2 separate regions of the Mus musculus genome follow, and region 1 is linked to region 2. A link is a contact called in public HiChIP or PLAC-seq data. All regions are on one chromosome and are shown on one strand. The core of a region is the stretch at or near the end of the contact, and the rest is flanking DNA. Distances in the headings are between cores, read along the strand shown. Region 1 overlaps Thada (thyroid adenoma associated). Region 2 overlaps Thada (thyroid adenoma associated).

What was found. HiChIP or PLAC-seq counts read pairs in DNA pulled down with a chosen protein or histone mark.
Region 1: a contact with region 2 is called in a BATF HiChIP or PLAC-seq map of CD8 T cells, with 17 read pairs. The contact joins two enhancer-like sites. A contact is called at or near these places in 13 of 39 promoter capture datasets (the 3T3-L1 cell line, 3T3-L1-derived adipocytes, the HPC-7 cell line and 8 more), 1 of 484 Hi-C or Micro-C datasets (CD8 T cells), 4 of 115 datasets of contacts at active chromatin or transcription factors (CD8 T cells, effector CD8 T cells, embryonic stem cells and 1 more) and 3 of 9 other capture datasets (adipose tissue, liver and pancreatic islet).

The regions. Positions count from the first base shown.
Region 1 is chr17:84,417,990-84,423,291 of GRCm38.p6, reverse strand. It overlaps Thada (thyroid adenoma associated), which reads left to right. Exons shown (of 38, transcript NM_183021.3): 21 at 103-260. Among named protein-coding and RNA genes, the nearest start is that of Gm24722, 29 kb to the right of the region's middle. RefSeq lists an enhancer at 354-1,572. Within about 2 kb of position 3,786, at least 124 of the 459 cell types and tissues checked have an H3K27ac peak or open chromatin away from gene starts, as enhancers often do. A contact at or near this core is called in CD8 T cells and memory CD8 T cells, where this site is marked.
Region 2 is chr17:84,289,376-84,294,746 of GRCm38.p6, reverse strand. All of the region lies in intron 29 of Thada (thyroid adenoma associated), which reads left to right. Among named protein-coding and RNA genes, the nearest start is that of Gm24492, 4.3 kb to the right of the region's middle. Within about 2 kb of position 1,351, at least 33 of the 459 cell types and tissues checked have an H3K27ac peak or open chromatin away from gene starts, as enhancers often do. A contact at or near this core is called in CD8 T cells and memory CD8 T cells, where this site is marked.

The DNA.
Region 1 (5,302 bases), core at 2,537-5,036, 130 kb before region 2:
ATATGCAGATTTGTTTGTTCAAACGATCAGTCTTGGGGAAATTATGCATTGACATGCTTAAAAAGCCTGGCATGTACAATAGCTTTTGTTTTAATCCTTAAGGTAAAGAAGAAAAAGCGTGTGACGTAACTGCTCAGATGGTCCTCGCGTGCTGCTGGAGGAGCATGAAGGAAGTGGCTTTGCTTCTCGGCACGCTCTGCCAGCTTCTCCCTGTGCAGCCTGGGCCAGAATCTTCTAATGTGTTCCTAACAGTGCAGCAGGTGAGGTTCATCGCTCTACTTCCAGGTGGCATTTGTGGCCAAGGCACAAGCTGCTATTTGTAGACCACAAAAAAAAGGTTTGAACCTTAAATATTTTACATGTGCCAACTGAGAAAGGTTCATGAAGATTTTAGGATAGTAGATGGTGCACTTTATTTTAAAAATGTGTTATTTTAAGAAATATTTTTGCATCAGTAACTATAGATTTACCTCATTTTTGACTGCAATATTTTTTTATTCCTTTTTTTAACATACATAAACTTGAAGTTTAGCTGAAAATGTCTATTTTGTAAGACTCCACAGGCCTCTTAAAAATTTCAAAGAAGTAAAAAGAAACATTAGCTGATCATGGCTCTCATGTTTCCCACTACTTCAGTAATAAAGTTGTAGTCACTTTAGTGTTTTTGGCTGACTTTCATTTAAGACCACAAAGTTAGCCCAGCATCTGGGACTGTTCAAGGGATCGAGTGCAGTGTTTACAAGAAATTAGCTTACCACAAGCATTTCATTTGGAAATATTTTAGATTTATTAGATTTCTGTTTTTAATTGATTCCTTCTTCCTTTTCATATGGTTTCAACAAATCCATTTCCCACAGTTTCCCAGCAAAGATGTATGTACTTTCATTTTTAACCTTTTCAAAGAAAGATAATTCCCCCACCCCCATAGGGTATTAGAACATTCAAGTACAAAACAAATATTGTAGTATGCTAATGTGGATTATCCCTACAGTAACCACATGACTAGCACCATGGAAATAATGCTAATATTTTTATTCTCACACTCTGGCTCATGTCTTACATCTGGCTAACAGCTGGGCCAGTGATGTTGCAAGGCCTTGGAAAAACAGCACAGGGCAAAGGCAAGCAGCACATTGGGGGCAGCGTCTCCTCAGTCTCCTCAGATCAAGCAGGCCTTGCTGTCCCAGCCTTCCTGGGAGCCGTTATTCCAGCTGGCTAAAGTGCCATTGCCTGCTTCTGGCCGAGGAATCCAGATTAGCTATTTCACTAGTGTGAATGCCCCATCTCCTTACGAAGTAAACACAGGCTAACATCCTTTGACTTGTCAACTTCTCTTTTCAAGGACAAATTAAAGGAATGCATTTTGCTTTTGATTATAAATGAGAAAGGCTTGGAAGTTCTCTATGAAAATTATTATGCCTTGACTCCCTCCCCACCACACCCAAAGTTTATATATTATAATGAAATTATGTGGAACAGCTATGTTAAAATTGAGAACTAATATAAAGAAAAAAATTTAGAAGAAACTAAAAATAGCAACTACACAAACTTAGAATCTGAAGAATTCTCCCGTGACTGCGCGTCAGTGAAGAGACTCCTGCCCACTAAGAGAAGCACCACTGTCGGACGAGCTGCCTGGTCTTCCACATGTGACGGGCTTTTACATGATAGCCTCATAGGAAGCGGAGAGAAGACATCACAGGCTTGGGGAAGGGTGGGGTGTAAGTAATTGCTGCGTGCTGACTCAAACTGGTCTCTGTGAAAACCTTTATTCTCAGTTTTGTTGGCTTTTAAACCACTGTCTTAGCTTAGGAACATTTAATCCATGAAATGCTGCCATCCAGAAAGTAATGCCATTTACATTACTATAGGATTTCTGTTTTTCTGAACATAAAATTGCTTCTTTAAAAAATGTTTTTTTTATTTAAATATTTCAGATTTGATTATTTTCTGGGTGTTTGCTTGCATAGAACTATGCATCAGAAGTGTGCGCTGTGTCTGTGGAGGCCAGAAGAGGGCACCAAATCCCCTGGAACTGGAATTCCAGATGGTTGGGAGCCACCATGTAGATCCTGGGGACTGACCCCTGGGTCCTCTTACCAGAGCAGCAAGTGCTCTTGACAGCTCGTCTAGCTCTTCGTCATATTGACTTTTGAGACACTGCCTTGTTATTGAGCCCAGGCTGGCCTTCCAAGTACTCGAACCACAGCAGGTTCTAAATTCTGCTTTTATAAATAAAAAGTGATTGCATATATTTAATACTTTCAAGAATTAGTTTGTATCAGGGTGACTGGCTGTACCTAAGGTAAATCTGCACATTCTTGGTGCCAAGAACATAGTCACTTAGCAAAGCTACCTTTGCTGTACATGCTGACAAAACCCACCAACCTGAGAGGTCACCACTTAGATAGGTGAGTGTGAACCTAGCCGACTTCTCTCTGTAAAGCTAAAACAGCAGCAGTCAGCCTGAGTCTCCTTCTCACCTCCCTCTTACGTTCTGGGGGTCCTGCTTTTGTTCTCAGATCACCCTGCTTTCTGACCTTGGTTAAGGCTGACTACTCAAGGAGCGCACACAGGAGGATGATTATAACCACGGCTGACAGGAGGCAGGAGGACAAGTTGGGGACTTTGTTGCTATATGGAGAGGAGAGCTGGTGCTTATTTTCAATTCTGAGTTTTTAATGCTTGGTTCATTGAAGGCGCTTTGCTGTGATACTCCCCAGCTCCCTTCAGTATGAGGAAATGGATTCATTACCTGGGCTGACAAAGATCCCAAAGCTAATTTCTGCCTCTGTCCTTCCCCTCATGGGTTCGCGTGGCACAGTGCTCCCTTTGTTCTGAGTGACTCACTTAGGTTTTCTTTAAGGTGATTTCCCCTTCCCCTTCCCCACACCAGCTCTCTCAAGGCATGAAAGATAACTTTCTACTGGAGTTTTGACTACCTGATCCTTCCTATAGAGCATTTCTTGTGAGGCAGTGTGCTCTCCCAGCTTCTTCAAGAGGAAATTGTTCCCCTGGTGGCAGGTCTGACTGTCCTGCTCTGTAATCACACAATGAAAGGTTCTTTTATAGTGTCCTGCGCTGGTGGCAGAGATAAAGCTGCTTTGAGGGCTGTAAGCTGAGACCCTTCAAGAGTGAGCAGTGCACACAAGCTTATCTCAGTGTTTCCTGACTCACTGGTGTGTGTCTAGGTTTCGAGCTTGCTGCTCTGCTGACAGACCTGCTGGATATTTTGTTGGCCCTCTTTCCAGTGTGATGCTGATACTGATCTTTAAATGCCTACTGAGGTTTTAAAATAACTTCTGTGTTGAATATCAATTTCTCTGTAGATTCCACCTAGTGTTTCTAAAAACAGGCTTTTGGGTACGTTTTCTTCACACTTGCTTGCGTCACACTCTGTAGTAGTTGTTCCCACAGAAACCCTGTGAGGAAGTATTGCCAGCTGGTAGAACCTTCTGCTTCAGATTCTGGTGATGCGTGGGTGATCGGGGTCCTTGATTGGCTGGGTGCATTTCCTCTGTTGTGTCATTATTTAATTTTTTTGTGATTGATTACAAACGGAATTCACTCATTAGTATTCATAAGTCACAAAGGAATTGCCTGTTTTATTTTGTTTATATTAGATTTTAGAAATTATGAGTATATTGAGCTCTGATGAGTAGAAGTGTTAACTTTTAAACTTCAGGAGAGACCACATCATTTAGTCGCCTGTTTACTGACTGTTTTACTGCATGGGTGTTGTGGGAACACAGAGAAGACTCAGATGTGGTTTTCTGATCACCCAGAGCTGAGTTATGCAGCGAAGCAGTGCCTCACTTGGAGAACCCAGGCCTGAAGGGTAACAGTCAGACGGTCTGTGCTGAGCATTTGCTAGAACAAGGAAAATAGACCTTCTGGTAAGACGGTGTCTGCACACCAGAAAGCCTTTATAATGATATAGAGGAACAAAGCTTAGATTTTGAAGAAATTCTCATTGTTAGTAAGAAATGATTATAATGGAGCAGGATTGCTTTTAAACATAGTCATTTTATTAGGCTTTAAGTCCTGTGGAGCGTCTCATGTAAACAAAATGGAATTAGAGTCTTCCAGCTGGAGACAGTCCCAACATTATAAGAAATGGTTCTGTTTTAAACTCGGAATTTAAATTAAGGCTTACTATTTTATAGTATACTGTCAAACCAAAATTAGACATTTATAGACTGCTAGTTTATCTGATGGTAAGCTATAGATGCCTGGAGACATAGCAAGTAGCTGTTCTCCCCTGTGGACTTGTGACCTGTAAATCTGTAAAACATTGCTAATTTGCTTTAGGGTTTTATAAAAAGTCAGAAGTAGAATATGTTAAATTTAAAGGGCAGTGTCATGTTTAATTTTAAGATTAGAAATCAGTATCTTCTTTTTATTTCACTTTAGCTTTGGTTTCCTTCAGGGTCCCTGAGAGCTGTGTATGCTGGCTTGTGCCTGTAATCCTAGTACTTGGAGGCTGAGGCAGGAGGATCATCAGAGAGTCAAGGCCAGCTTCAGCTATGTAGTGAGTTTCAAGCCAGCCTGAACTGTAAATGAGACCCTGGCTCAATTAAATATAATAATAAAATATCCGGGGAGAATTTTTGTTTTTTTCCTCGAGATAGGGTTTCTCTGTATAGCCCTATCTGTCCTGAAACTCACTTTGTAGACCAGGCTGGGCCTGAACTCAGAAATCCACCTGCCTCTGCCTCCCAAGTGCTGGGATTAAAGGTGTGTGCCACCACCACCCGGGGAGAATTTATTTTTTATGTTAAAGTTTGTTTGTTTGTTTGTTTTTTTAAAAAAACTGGAAAATAACACTTTTTGACCCTTAGAAACTCAGTTTCTAATGAAATGCTTATATTTTCAGATGACCTTTTCATTTTAAAAACGAAATTGAGAAGTTTTGGGTTCAGTGCTTTCTGCCAGGGTTAATCCCTGGGACCCATGTAGTGGAAGGAGAGAGTGGACTCCCACAGTCTGTCCTCTGACCTCCATTGGCACCCCATACACATACATATACACCAATGAATACATTTGGTTTCTGACCATTTCTTACCACTGTTACCTGCTTTCTGATGCTATGTGTCACCTTGTTCTGGTTATCTACTGAGAGGGTGTCAGCAGGTGCTTGTGTTTTGCTAGGGTTGTGGTCTGCTGGAGAAGACCACCCACCAGGCAAACGTGGGACTGCTTTAGTTGTATGATGTGCTGTTTATTTATGCCATTTGAAGGGAGTTAGCATAAAGAAGCAGTGGGAAAGCGATGTCTGCTGAAGGAGAAGATAGTGGGCTTC
Region 2 (5,371 bases), core at 102-2,601:
CACTGTAAACTCAGGTTTGTTCTTGTCTCTTTAACATACTTCCATACTTTTAGTTTGATTTGTTGCTTTTTCTTTTCTGGCATTACAAGATGTTTTCAGCTCACCTAGGTCTAGAATTAGTAATCTCCCAAGAAGCCCTGATTCCTTTTATTGGCAAATGATATTAGACACCAAAATCACAATAGTGTGTACTCATTGCTACTGAGGTACCACTAATTCTAGATGTGCTCTTTAAACAGAGTTAGGAAACCCACATAAATATATTAACCTATTTATATGCACACATAATTTTTCTATATCAGTCTGCATCTGTGTTAAGCTAGCAGGAGACCATACTGATTTGATTCTGGTGCAGTACTGTATAGCCCATTCTATTTTACTTTCTTATCTGTAGCCTCTCACTTAAGGAGCAAGAAATCTAGGGTTTATTAATTTTAGATAACAGTTAGTTTCAGTATGATGCTTTCATATGTATATATGGAATCAATATAGATGTAGACATAGACCATACTCACCTCTATTACAGACCGAGGTCTTTCTGGCCAACCCTGCAATTCCTACAGTCTGGTCCTTGCACTTAGAGAAACAGGCTTTCTTTCTCACAGTAGAAGTACATAGAGGTAGGCATGCTGTGTATATATCTAGGCTGCTAGAGCCTCTGTCCAAACCTTCTGAGCATTCATAATTGTCAGCATCTGACTTTATTTTCATTTAGCACTTGGGCCTCAATCAGAAAACAGCCAGCAGAATGATAGCTCTTGACTTCAAGAAAGGTTAAATTGTATTGCACATACTTAACACATGGCCTTCAGGAATGGAGCTGAACGTTTAGAATATCAGTCTTTATCACGTGTTGTCTGAGGACAGCCAGTAAACCTGGAGTACCAAATTTAATTTGGAAAGAGATATTAGTTCTGTATGTTTTTCACAGTAAATTCAAAGAGTACTTTGAAAATGACTTGAGCAAACCAGGGGCCATTTTTGAAAAGCAACTGATACTAGTTTTTAGAAAATTGTTAGCTAGGTTGTCTCAGCTACTTGGGAAGGATCTGGAATCAAGACCGTGCATCATACAGAGTACATGTACCCTGACAGTTTAAATGTAGCAAGGCACAGCGAGGTGGGGAAATACAGATGTTTTCTCAGTGGTCTCTCCATACACCAAAGATTTTCTGGTTATGAAAAAGACAGACCCAGAGGAGGGCTGTTGTGTTCCCTACAGGCACAACTTTAACCCTGCTGTAGGTGTTGGCTCTCAGCTACACCAGCGCTGAGCAGCTTCACGGCCGTGTGCTCTAGAGTTGAGTTGTGAACACCGACACAGATCTCACAAGATTCTCTTGCAAGATGATTTGCTTGCTTATGCCTTGTTTTCTTCCTCTTCCTGGAGCCTTTGCTGAGACAGACTCTCAGTCTGCTTCCTTCACTATCACCCCTGTCAGCAGTTCTGTAACAGGATTAAAGGGATACCACAGTTTCCAAAAATAGAGGTTCAAGAGGCTTACTGCCCAGCCCAGGGAAATCAAAATATTCAGTTTTATATTACTTGGGATACAGGTTTTCAGTGACCCACTTTGAAACTTTGTGTGTAGAAATTGAAAATGGTTACAAAATCACTTTTGTATAAACTTCAGTTGGAGTTCATTGGAACTTTATCTGAACAGTTTTTTAGAAAGAATTTCACAAAAAGGTAGATTATCTCTTGTCTTCTAATAACTGGAGGGATAAAGAACAAATCAGGCAGGGACTCTAAGTGTTTTTACCATTTTAAAAGAGGAAATGTCATGTTTTATTGTGACTACTTTGTTCCTACTTGGTTGTAGTTTGAGATTTAGCCCTGGGTGTTTTGTTGTTGTGGTTCTGTTTGTAATGCTCCATCGGCATTGTGAACAGAGAACTGTGAGATGCAAAGAGGATTGAGTCTGAGGGTTGGGTCTGCGTAGTCCTGGACTTGGTATTATCTTCCCCTATTTTCTAGATGTTTGACACAGGCAGGCCATGTAAACTTTGCACAATAGCCTATCCTTTGATATATAAAGGTACCATAATTTGCACTGTTGATATGAAAAGAGATGTTATGGTGTGGGAGAGCTGGTTCAGTGGTTAAGAGCACTGGCTGCTCTTGCAGAGGCCCTGAGTCTGGTTCTAGAACCCATGTCATGCAGCTCATAACTGCCTGTAACTCCAGCCCTTTCCTGATCTCTGTGAGCACCCACTTATACATGGCATACACTCAGACAGACGTGTGTACATACAGAATAAATAAATAAACAAATATTCTAGTTAAAAAGTAGAGCTACTATATATGCAAGTTTCAAATGCAGTGGTGGCTGGCAACTGTCTTTCATAATAATGATGAAGATAATGTGAAGTTTAAAATGCCATTATAAAAAATTATTTGTTACAAAATAAAATTTAAAATAAATACATGGATAAATAAAATCACTACTCAGACAAATATAAAATGAATATGTACAAAGTTGTATTTAATTCATTAGTTAATAAAGGAACCAGAAAACTTTTTATGGTCAGTCCAATGAACACTTGAAAACTCGGGCATCTGCAGGCAATGAAACGTAAATGCTAGGATAGGATTTCTGAATTCGATGTAAAACAATTTAATATTCAACAGATTACAACATTTATTTTGTTTCTCTGGGCAGAAATTATGGCCATCTCTATTTCACAGCAGCCTTCAAGTTTGTAAGTAACTTAATAGTCTAGAACTTTTAATCAGTACTGGCAATAAGATGTTGTGAATGCATTTCTCTACTACAACAAGGCTACAGTCTGTAATGGTCAAGTCAAATCAGGTCCTCATTGTGTTTTGAATAAAGTTTTATTGAAGACTGTGCCTCTTTTTTGTTGGTTGGTTTTTTTTTTTTTTTACATGTTTTCTATAGCTGCTTATACTTGTAAGAAAGACCCAAAATTTGTATTGTATTTATTCTCTGGCCCTTCATAGGAAAACTTTGCTGACTACTGCCCTTAAAGAATCCATGATCTTATACATACTTATTTTGATAGAGTTATCCCATAATGGTTAATGGTTTGTGTGTTATTAGAAATAGTACTGGTTTTACACTTAACTCTAAAGTTTCCGTTGCCTTTATGGGGAATAGCCTTAATTTCCATGTGCTGACCTTGTGCTGTACCCTGCCAAGTTTACTAGATCAGTGTCCCTTTAAAACCTACGTGACTCTATCATGTACAAACGAAAGCACTTGTTTTAGTCAGTCACTTTCAGTGTAATATTGAGTAGGAGTTGTCAGAATGAACAAGCTCGCATTTCCTAATCATAGAGGGAGAGCATTCAGTCTTGAGTAGGAGTTGTCAGAATGAACAAGCTCGCATTTCCTAATCATAGAGGGAGAGCATTCAGTCTTTCCCCAGTGTATAGTTACATGGGCTCCACCTCTCCTCCCTCCAGGTTTTCTGAGACAGGGTTTCTCTGTGTAGCCCTGGCTGTCCTGGAACTCACTCTGTAGACCAGGCTGGCCTCGACTCAGAGATCCGCCTGCCTCTGCCTCCCAAGTGCTGGGATTAAAGGTGTGTACTACCACTGCCTGTTGCTACGTGTTTTTCTTAGATACATTTTATCAGGTCTAAATTTTTTCATTGTGCTTCATAGTTTGTTGTGAATTTTTCATTATAAATAGACATTTATCTTAGGTTTCTACTGCTGTGGTAAAATCACCATGACAAAAAACAACATAGGGAAGAGAGAGTTACTTCACATCACAGCCTACAGTCTCTTCTTTCAGTGTAGGAACCTGAGGGCAGAAACTGGATCAGAGACCACTGAGGCCTGCAGCTTGCTGCCTTTCTCCCCGGTTTCTTCAGTTTGCTTTTTCCTATGCCCAGGACCACTCACTAAAGGTAGCTCCATCCACAGTGCACTGTGCGCTTCCTCCTCAGTCATTCCTGAAGAAAGTGCCTTACAGACTTGCGCACCTGCAGTCTGCTGCAGCCATTTTCTCAGCTGAGGTTCCTCTTCCCACAGAACTGTAGCTAATGCCAAATTGACAAAACCAAAACAGAAAAGAGAGTGATGGTGAGCTTTGTCAGATGCCTTCCCACAGCCACTGAGTTCATTCTCTTCCTTCCTCTGCCTAGGTCTGGGGACCAAACCTGGGGGTCCTTATTTGTGGTGGGCAAGTACTACACCCACACTACCTTCCCAGCCTCCCGGTTTTGATGTCTTTAGCTCTAGTGACAGTAGTGAATTACAGTCTTTTCCGGTGTTGGATCAACCTTGCATTGCCTCTTGCTCTTCCCTCTATTAATTAGCGAATTCAAGAAGACATTTTTGTGCTCTTCATTTTATATTCATCTGCAAAGAATAAGAGTTTTACCTTATTAAAACTTAGGCTTTAAAAAGATTAGTTACTCCTTCCCCCAATTAAGCTACATATTTAGGCCAATCAGAAATGTATTATACCAAACCCTTTAATGTATTATTTTCTCTAAGTAATTACTGAATTAGATTTACTAGTATTTTCTTTAGGTGATTTATATCTAGAAAAAAATAGGTTTTGAAAAGGAAAAATATTGCAATCCTAGAGTACAAACCTAGGACCCTTAGGATTTTTAGGCCACCACACCGCTCTACCACTGACGTAGTTTCCCAAAACCAGAGTCTTTATTCATTGAAAATTTTCATAGGAATTCTGGACCTGCTGGACTTTTGTTCTTTTTCTTTTTAATACCATTTTAAAACTTTTTAAAGGTTTATTTATTTATTGTGTATAAATGTTTTGTTAGTATGTACATGCCAGGTATCCATGAAGTTTAGAAGACATATTAGACAGATGTGCCACCATGTGGGTGCTGGGAATCAAATGCAGGTCCTCTATAGGAGCAAGAAGTGCTCCAAAGCACCAAGCCATCTCTCCAGCCCCTTGTTCTTATTCTTGAGTTACTGTCTTAGTTAGGGTTTCTATTGCTGCAGTGAAACACCGTGACCAAAAGCAACTGAGAGTGAAGTGGTTTATGTGGCTCACACTTCCACATCACTGTCCATCACTGAAGGAAGTCAGGACAGGAACACACACAGGGCAGGAACCTGGAGGCAGGAGAGAATTCAGAGGCCTCTTACTAGAGTGGAGGGCTGCTGCTTACTGGCTTCCTCACGTGACCTGCTCTGCTTGCTTTCTGAGAACCCAGGACCACCAACCTGGGGATGGCACTACCCACTGTAGACTGGGCTGTCTCCCATCAATCACTAATTAAGAAAATGCACTAAGAGCAGACTCTTATGAAGATATTGTCTTAATTAAGCTTCTCTCCTTTCATATAACTGTAGTTTGTTAGTCAAGTTGATATAAGACTAGCCAGCAGGGTCAACATTTATTATTTAAGCTGTCTGTTG